Linked DNA regions of Oryzias latipes: region 1 is linked to region 2. The links are chromatin contacts, called in public Hi-C maps. All regions are on one chromosome and are shown on one strand. Each heading gives the region's core, a stretch centred on a gene start, on an enhancer-like site or on the middle of the called end of the contact. The rest is flanking DNA. Distances are from core to core; before and after follow the strand shown.

Region 1 (4,877 bases), core at 2,105-4,604, 110 kb before region 2:
ATCACAGAATTCTACATCTTCAAATGAATGTCCACTCAATAACCTCTGATCTTTGGGGCTGTAGCAGCTTCAACTTGCTGCTCTAGATTTCATAGAAACGTTATAGGAATATTCTTTCCTGCATACTTTCTGAAATTTACAGGCCAGGCTGGCTAAGTAAATGCAGGAAAACTGGGTCTAGTCTAATAATTTCCATACTGAGGACTTGAACTAACAGACACTAAATCAAATCTAAACACACAGACACTTATACAAAAAGCATGCTTCATTAACCAGTTGAGAAAACCCCTCCACTCAATGAAAAATTATTACTGGAAAGCTATACAGAGCTACGATTCAGATTTTATTGAAAAGTGAGGCACATTTATGACATTGTTGGGTTTTGGAGATGAGATGCTGAAAAAGCACGAGCATCTCCCCAGAAGAGCAGGTGCGCGCACATGCGTGCACGCCTACGGGGTTTCTTTACTGATTCAGTCATAAAAGGTTTCCAGACCATTTTTTTAAATAACGTAAAATCAGTTTAAGGCATCTTAAAGATCTCCAGTTCCTGCAGAAACGCACTCTCACATCCCCTGTCCATTTGAAATCATGAAAAATAGAACTTTAAGTTCGACTTAAGACTTTAAAGACAAAGCACACTTGAAGAAGTTTATCCTTTGATGACACTTAAAACCAACACCAATATTTACCGTCTGGGGTCGTTGCACCTTGCGGGCGTCAGGTGTCGATTGGATGAACCGACTTGTGGCAGATCTTAGGGAGATTTGGAGAGAAATGGGTCGTGCCTGTTTTAGGTTTTGGTGGATTAAGAAATCGCCAATATTTGGAAAACCGCATGAAATATCAGCATTTTTTAAATGTATTTGTCTTCAAAGGACAACGCAATCTTCATGATCTAACGCCCGGTTCCCTTTTTGACATGAAAACTCCCAAAGGGTCTGTTTTAGGCATTAGTAGGGGTAGACATTGCATACAAATCCACGAAAGTGGAAAAAGCAATAAATTGTATTGAGAATTAATCGTCAGGCAGTCATTTTGCTGTCAAAGACACACATTTTGGACACAGAAAACGCCCTGAAATGCGTCAATGTAATGTTTTGGCTTATTCATAAAATATATATATATATGTATATATATTTTTTAATCTTCTAATCTAATTCGTATATAATACATTTTTCTTCCAGTGCGCAATGATTGTACAGTTTACAGTTGCGGTGATCTTTGCGCGCGAAAGAAGATGAAAATAAAGTTGATTTAAATTTTAGTTTTAAGAACGGGATCCGAGGTTTTGGTGTTTGTGTTTGATTTGTGGTATGAGGGCCTGTATGGTGTGAACACATTGTGAATCCTGGAAAAGGACGAGATGTTGTTTGTTACACAAGACAAACAAACACCAGGCGCCGGGGAGAGACTCACCGGATGCAAAAGGCAACGCAATGTGTTGGCAGCAAATCACTGAGTTTCTCACGCAGCCTTTTCCTTCAAACAGGCTATATTCCATAAGCATCTTCTGATGCTTATAGAATCTTAACAAGCATGATTTTTTTCCTACAAATGTATAATAAAAGGCATTCAACATATTACAGTGTTAACTTAACCGTTAAAGTTTTTTGGGGATACAACCTGAACGATTTTTAGCATTGGTAAATATTAAATCTAAATTCCCATTCAGCATTTAACAAACCCTCTAAAACCAAGCAAAGAAAGGTTATATGTAAAAAATAATAAAAATAATAAATTCAAGCAAAAAATAAAAAAAATAATCTAGAAAAGTATCAATTTCAGATACACGCGCTCTCATTTTTTCCTTAAAAATAAACGCATTGCAGCCGTCGGTTTGTCAATTGTACTGATGTTTTATTAATCATAAATAAATCTATATGCTAGTATGTCAAAATAAAGTCATACAATGTCAACAATAAAACACAAAAAACAAACAAAAAACCATTAGAACAGCATTTAAAAAAGCTATAGATTGTGATTCGTTAGTTAGAAATAAACATCAAAGTAAAATAAAATGTAGAAAATATCATGTCCATAAACGCACCTTTCTTTGTTATCCAAAATGTTGGAGTTTCAAGGATTATTTAAGAAAAAATGTTAATTGCACAAATCCATCAAGCCACATAATGTTCAGACAACACGATGCAGTTCCTGCTGCGTCCAGATGAGGGAAGTCCTGCAAGTCAAGAAGTGGACAGAATTCAGGGATGACACAGAAAAGTTGATAAATGCAAAGAGGCTCGTTTTTCATCAAAAGTTGATTCACAGTCTTGAGAAACGGTCGGTTTTCCCTGCAGATCCTGTAGCGCTTCCCACATGCAAATGCAGCTCATCACACAATTATTATTCTCGGCGTATTCAAATTAGGAAAAAAAAATGGGTAAAGAAAAATTAATTGTTTCCTTTATATTTAGAGTGAGTCCAAAAGAGGATATCTTCTCGAGCACCCAGATAGCTTTATCCCAAGCAGCCTAATGCTTTCCATGTGTCCTAAGTTCTGGATGGTGGAGTGCAGCAGACTCAGAATGAGAGGAGGGGTGAGGTAGGTGGGAGTGTGCGTGGGGTGGGGGATAGGGACCCTGCACCTTGTTACCATTGGGTCGACTGTAAAGTTTTACTAGTAACGTTTTGTGAGCTTATAAACGATACCTTCTAAACTTGCACAGGAAACTCAAAAAACACGCTGTGATAATGTACGTCTCTGGAATCCAGTCGATATCTTATAGTCTGGGGGCTCTGCAATCTACAAACGTATCGATTACATGAGAACATTCCCATCTTTGATGCTCTGCATTAAATGAAAGACCCGCTGGTGATGAGGGAGTTTCCATGTTCTCTCAGATGGGTCGGTAAAAGAATCCCACCTGATCCACTTGATGGGCTTTAAATATAATAAATAAATAAGGAAAATATTGGATTCATGTGAAAAATATCTTTCCATTTTATTCTGTCTTTAAATTTTAAATTACATATTTGTAGAAGGAATTTCAAAGGTGTGATTTAGTCCAAGTACAACCAAAAAGCTATTTTTTAATTACTGCATGAATTCAAAATAAGAAAATATTCATATTTAGGAGCAGCTGAGAATATTGGCAGCAGGCTTCTCTTTAAATCCATCTCGCGTGATGCGTAAATTCTTACCAGAGCGCTTCATGTTGGATGAGAAGTTTCCCTCTCTGCCACTTCCCCTATGCAAAATATTAGAGGAGGCAGCGCAGCTCCAAACCGGATGGGGTTTGTATTGGCTGACAGCATTTTCCAGCTCAGGAGGACCAATGAAAGCAGAGTACAGGCTCGGCGTATAACAGCGAAGATTGACGTGGAGGACGCGTCAAATCAATTCCAGCAGACTCCGGACTCCCCGGGATAAGTCCAATTTGCATTTATCGGATGAAGATCGCGTCGGCGCCCCTGTAGCCGCTTGCTTCCGAAAATATAAAGAAGGGGAGAGCGCTGAAGCCGAACGAGTTGGAAGGAGCCTGCTTTTTCCTTCTTCTTGGATTCATTCTTCTCGCTCCCCCTTCGCTCTCTGACTTCGCCCGAAAGCACAGATCCATTTGAGGGGACACCTACATTTCCTGAAATATACAGACAAATGGGTAAGCCTTACTGTCTGCATGGTTCAGTGGCAGGGAGGCTATGGAAGCTTAACCACGCCTGCGTAAAGAGCAAAAAATGCGCATTAGTTTGTCATCCTTTATTTATAAGGATCTTGAGCTTGTAGTTGTTTTTTTCATGTTTTTTTCTAGTGTTGTGTGGCATGAATGTGAAGACACGGCTTTGGGTTGCAGATGCCTTTGATGGGTTCTCTGTCTGTTCTATAAACTCGTTATATGTAATGTTGTTTTTTTGTTGTGTGCGCACGGGTGCTGGAGGGATGGCCAGCCGATTCATTTGCACATTTCTGAACAGTTGCAAACTAGCGGGTTTACAAAAGTAGCTGCCAATCTGTGTGGTGCAACTTTCTGACCTCAGAAATTTGCACTGGCACAACTTTAATGCAAGAATTAAATCTTAAAGTTTTTTGTGATAATTTCCTTCAGTTTTAAATAAATTGTAATGTAAGAGTATTTGGGGTTAAATATTATTTTTGTTTCTAGAGCAAACCTATGGAGAGGTGAACCAGCTTGGCGGCGTTTTCGTCAATGGGCGACCCCTGCCCAATGCCATCCGGTTAAGAATAGTGGAACTGGCGCAGCTCGGGATCAGGCCCTGCGACATAAGCCGGCAGCTGCGAGTCTCTCATGGCTGCGTGAGCAAGATTTTAGCGAGATACAACGAGACTGGCTCCATCTTGCCCGGTGCCATCGGTGGAAGCAAGCCACGGGTCACGACGCCGAACGTGGTTAAAAATATCAGGGAATACAAACAGAACGACCCCGGGATCTTTGCCTGGGAGATTCGGGACAGGCTTTTGGCAGACGGCGTTTGTGACAAGTACAACGTCCCGTCTGTTAGTTCGATCAGCAGGATTTTACGCAACAAGATTGGGAACCTCTCTCAGCCTAACCAGTATGAAAGCAGCAAGCAAGCCTCCGCGCAAGCCGGGCTCCCCTACAACCACATTTACCCTTATTCCTACCCCAACACCATGTCGCCCCCCAGCACCAAAATGGGAAGCCCTCCCGGAGTACCAGTGACGCCGGGACATGTGAGCATATCCAGGGCTTGGCCTTCTCCGCACACCGTCAGTAACATCCTGGGAATACGCGCCTTCATGGATCCCACAGGTGAGGAAAAAGCCGCGTTTTGTCTCCTTCCTGTTTGCCTGCGTGATTGTCAAAACATTACTCAAAACAACCCGTCCCGGCATCAGGCAGAACAACTTGTCCATTAAAACTTATAGGCCTCCATTTCAGCGTTCAGCCAGG
Region 2 (4,776 bases), core at 404-2,903:
TAGATGACATCTTCAGGACAGAACACCCCCGCGTAATGTCGGAATATCGGGATGGTGCAATGCTGTGGCCTCGGCGCGTGTTTGACCGCCAGGATGGCTACCTTTGAACCGGCAAAGATCCAGGAGGCCATTCCCTCCCCCGGAGTGCGCTGAAGGGGGTTCAACCGGGTTATCCCACCCTGAGATATCAAATTGGTGTGAGGGGGGGGGGCTAAATTATGTTTTAAAGAGCCCTTCGAGCACTTAAACGGTTTTTGTATTAATTTCTCCTCAACTTTGCTAATATTATTATTATTATTATTATTATTATTATTATTATTATTATTATTATTATTATTATTATTGCAATAATATCTGAAATATACACTTTTTTGCATAAATCAAAATTATTTTTTACATGAAAATGTTCTTGTTTGCGAATCGGTAAAAAAAAAAAGCTGCGCTGATTTGGGCGCGTGCTCAGACAGCCGCGGGGTCGGTTCTGTTAAGCTTTCATGCCTCCATGACATCTGTGCTGCAACATGATATCAATCAGCCGCACACTGCAAAAAATATCCAATAACAAGAGGCGCATCATCAGTCCCGGATCAAGAGGCGGTTATTCTTTCTTTTTGCAAAAACAAGTCCATCTCTAGTTTTTATTGTTATTATAAGTAAAATGATATATTCTTTTATGTCTTCGTTTAAGTTAAAATATTCATGTGGTAACCCTATTGTAACTTTCTTTCTTTTTTTTTTACATCTTCATCAGTTATTTCTTGTTGTACTTTTTGCAGTGCAGAAGCGCATCCCCTCGCAAGAGCTCCAACTATTCCTCCAGCTTATAACCTGCAGATCCTCAGCTTTGCACCACCCTGTCTCCAAATCCAACACTCCTTGTTTCCCATGACTTTAGGATCCCATCCTCTGCTCCCCCTCCTTCTAGTCGAGCCCGAAAATTACCCCGGACCCTCAAGAGTTCACGAATAAAAAAAAGTTTTTAAAAGAAATATAGCATTTTGGTGGATATAATAAAAGCGTCATACCTGTGCAAAATAGCTGCTGCATGTCGTTGGCAAAGCCACAGAGGAGCCCATTGTAGAAGCTCGCCTTCTGCCTTCTGCAAAGAGCTTCAGACATCACGGCATTTATTTGAGCTCAAACTCTGTCACTGTTGACTTTAGCACAAAGCAAAGATTTCACTGCCCTGCTAGTTAAAAAAAAAGATTATTTTACAGAGATATCGATCAGTGTACTATAAAAAAAATCAGCTCAGCATTATATGTCTAAAATGAATAGAACGAAATTTAATGTCTGTGTAAATTGACAGAGCTGCTGCGTCCTATTCAAAGTTTACACTTGTGCAATTTGGTTTGTGTGTGTACACTTCCTATATGTGGGCATAGCCTCCACTCAATTGTTTACTGGCTTTGTTTATTCGCAGATCACGCTGTTTAAAGTACGATCTAAAAGAGGGTCTGGAGAATGAACGCACACTAGGGCCCCGTGCGTTCAGAAGTCGACGGGGCCATTGTGTGGTTATAGGCTGCGGAGATGTCCCCCGTCCACGCACCGTCCCCGGCCTTGGATTTGAGCTTCCAGCAGGGAAGGGAAGGCAGCAGGAGGGCTCTCTGGATTCATGGACAAGCCTATCTTATCTAACTAGAGGGGAGGGCCCGACTACTTTGAAAATAGGGAGCAGACAATGGAAGCCCAGATTGTGGGGAGAGAAGTTAGAGCATCACATTCAGGCGGCCCTTTTTTCCAGAATCAGCCCCCTTTTTCTCCTGCGCCACGGGAGGCTGTTTTTATGGGACAATGACTCTTAATCTCATTCAGTGATCTAAACTTTGCATGCGCGTTCACGTGCGCGCGCCTGGGACTCGTGTAAAGAAAAAAGGGAAGAGACAGATGCGGGGGGAAATGAGTGACATGGATGCTGCTTGACTGACACCTACGTATACTCTGTGTGGGGGAATTTAAATCAGAGATTAAACGAGCGTTAAATCTCATAATCGGACTTTCATAAATATTTCTATATTGGTAAATTTGCCTGCATGTGCGCGCGCAAACAGTCTAATAGACTAATGTGTGACTTTAAAAAAATTCCTGTCCTGTTTATAACAATTTTTGTTGAGATTTTACCAAAAATATTCAAAATTTTATAAAACAGTGTGTAAGCAAATGCTGATTTTTGACTCCCACACCCCTCCATCAATATATCCATTTGCGTTTGGGATTAATGAGCATATATTTGTTTTGTTTGCATTTCCTGTGAGACAAATTGAGAGCATTGTACCCGGTTTTATGAAGCAAATCTATTAATCCGCTGTGGAAAGTATGCGCCTTTATTGGAGCATCACGTGGGTGAGAATATGTTTGTTTTTTTATTGAATAAAAAAAGACACAAACATGCTAAACTCCTTGTGTTTTTGACAGGTTATTTGTGATATTTCATGATCGATTTAATTGCCCAATAATTTATTCTTGGTCACATTTATATTTTGTGTGTTTATTTAATAGAAAAATTAGGAATACAGTTTGAATAAACGTTGTTACTGTTTGTACTTTATGCAAATTGAACGCCTAAATTCCAGTTTCCGTCTTATATAGCTTGGAAAACAGGGATTTCAACTCCTTTTTGCACAATTGTGATAATGTTAAAAATAATAATTTAAACACCGACATGTTCAGAAAGCAAAACAATAACACTTTAATATAGATTCTATTCTTGTCACTACAAGAATACACATATACAGACCATAAATAGGAAATACACAAATGACTGAACAGATCTGGCAAAGAATTCAAACTGGTTTCTGTGTCCACTTATGCAAACGTGAATATCTTACAGCAGTTTTTGTGTCTTTGGGGTCCATCTTTGAAGCGCAACACTTTATTCTCCTTACAGTCTAACAAGCTCAACAACTAAAACGGTGAGAAAGGTCAAAAATATCTCAAATACATATAGTACACAAAGTCTATATTTTTTTGTTTTTGTTTTTTACAAATGTACAAACTGGAATGGGGGTGGGGGGCAGTCTGCATACAGGGAGCCTACGAGGAGTTCATGATTGGCCTGGAATAGACCCCTTGGTAGTAGGATGTGTCGGGTATAGATGCAGAATCCAGGCCGGCTTTACCCGCCATGGAGCCCATGGAAAGCGCTCCGGTCATGGGGGAGCCATATCCAGAGTAGTGCATCACCTGCTCGTAAGTCTTAAGGTCCATTTTATGGTGCTGTTGCTCCGATGACATGAGATTATTAATAGAGAAGGGGTGGTTGAAGGAGTAGTGGTGCTCCGGCTTGAGGTGGGCTTCGTGCGCCAGGACCGAGTGATGCTGAGACATGAGGTGCTGCCCCTGCGACACCGGGGAGGGCGCGGTGTGCTCCGGGCTCAGGGCCTGGCTCCCCTTCATGTCCGACAGGGACCTTTTGTGCTCGCCGGAGGAGGAGTTAGAGTGCGGGGACTCGTTGCCGTTGCAGCTGTCCGAGCTGCTGTTGGCAGAGCCGCCGTCTCCACCCTTGCGGCCGGGCTCCTTCATGGACATCTTCTTCTCGCATTTGAAGCGCTTTTGCCTCCTCAAGTAGCAGCCGTTCTCAAACATGTTGCCGGAGTCCGGGTGAAGAGTCCAAAAGGAGCCCTTTCCGGGTTTATCCGGCGACCTGGGGACTTTGAGGAAACAGTCGTTGAATGACAAAGAGTGGCGGATTGAGTTCTGCCAGCGCTGCTGGTTTTGTCGGTAAAAGGGGAAGAGGTCCATTATCCACTGGTAGATCTCGGCCAGCGTCAGCATCTTACTGGGTGACTGCTGGATGGCCATGGTGATGAGAGAAATGTAGGAGTACGGAGGTTTGGCGTGCGTGTAGCTCCGCCGGTACGTCTTTGGATCTCGGGACCTGTTGATGTTCGACTGTCCGTAAATGGGGCTCATGGCGTTCATGTTGGTGTAGGATGTCAGGGCGTTCATAGACCCAGGCTGTCCGGTCATAGGACTCATGCTGGGGCTCAGGGCTGTGCTCATAGCCGTCATGCCTGCTCCCATCCCGTTCATGGCTCCGGTGCCTGGTGACATGCCGGTCATGGAGGGGCTCATGCCCGTGTTGACGTATGACATGTTCATGGAGTTGGCCGTCATGTTTGCGGTGGTGCTCATGCCGGACATGCTCATGTAGGTGTTCATAGAGTTCATTCCCAGGCCGGTGTTCATGTTTCCAACAGAGGTGTAACACTGTCAGTGAAGGGGGGAAGAAATGTTCATGAAATTTGGCATCATACAAAAAAATGAATATTCAATAACACACAATTACGGGTATGTTAATTTCACTGCGTAAAACTCAATTACTACTAACATTTTTATATGGAAAAAAATCAATGAAACTAACACATAAGCTGAAAATTTCCATCAAAAAATACAAGGCAAATCCCCCACATTTTCTAAATGAATTAAAAAATGATTTAAATTTGTTTTTTAATAATAAATCTGAGGGGAAAGTTTCTACGTCGCATATCCGTCAACTTTGTTAGGTTAGCGCGCTGCGAGGAGATGGGGGAGGATTTGGAGGCGCCTCAAGTCAATATTTGATCACAAAGTTAATATTATCTCAGGGCTAATATTGAGTTGTATTAAATGGGATCGGCTTTAGACCGAAAAAAATATATATATTTATATTTAAGGTACCCACCTCGGGCTCTCCATAGTATGTGCTCCAGTCGGTGTGTTCGTGTCCTTCCATTTTAACTGCTCCAAGCATCATGGAGGACTTGAACGAAGCGTCTCCCAGCAGAGGAAAAG

What was found. Hi-C and Micro-C count contacts between places; a contact is called where the count stands out from the background.
Region 1: a contact with region 2 is called in a Hi-C map of embryo, with 1.5 times the contacts expected there. The contact joins the promoter of pax1 here to the enhancer-like site in region 2. A contact is called at or near these places in 2 of 5 Hi-C or Micro-C datasets (both in embryo).

The regions. Positions count from the first base shown.
Region 1 is chr22:16,417,288-16,422,164 of ASM223467v1, reverse strand. pax1 (paired box 1) reads left to right here and starts at 3,354. Exons shown (of 5, transcript NM_001172049.1): 1 at 3,354-3,605; 2 at 4,107-4,736. The coding sequence starts at 3,602.
Region 2 is chr22:16,309,333-16,314,108 of ASM223467v1, reverse strand. It overlaps foxa2 (Me-HNF3b protein), which reads right to left. Exons shown (of 2, transcript NM_001104692.1): 1 at 4,667-4,776; 2 at 2,789-4,212. The coding sequence starts at 4,738. The coding sequence ends at 3,037. Among protein-coding and RNA genes, the nearest start is that of foxa2, 2.5 kb to the right of the region's middle. Within about 2 kb of position 1,653, at least 4 of the 8 cell types and tissues checked have an H3K27ac peak or open chromatin away from gene starts, as enhancers often do. A contact at or near this core is called in embryo, where this site is marked.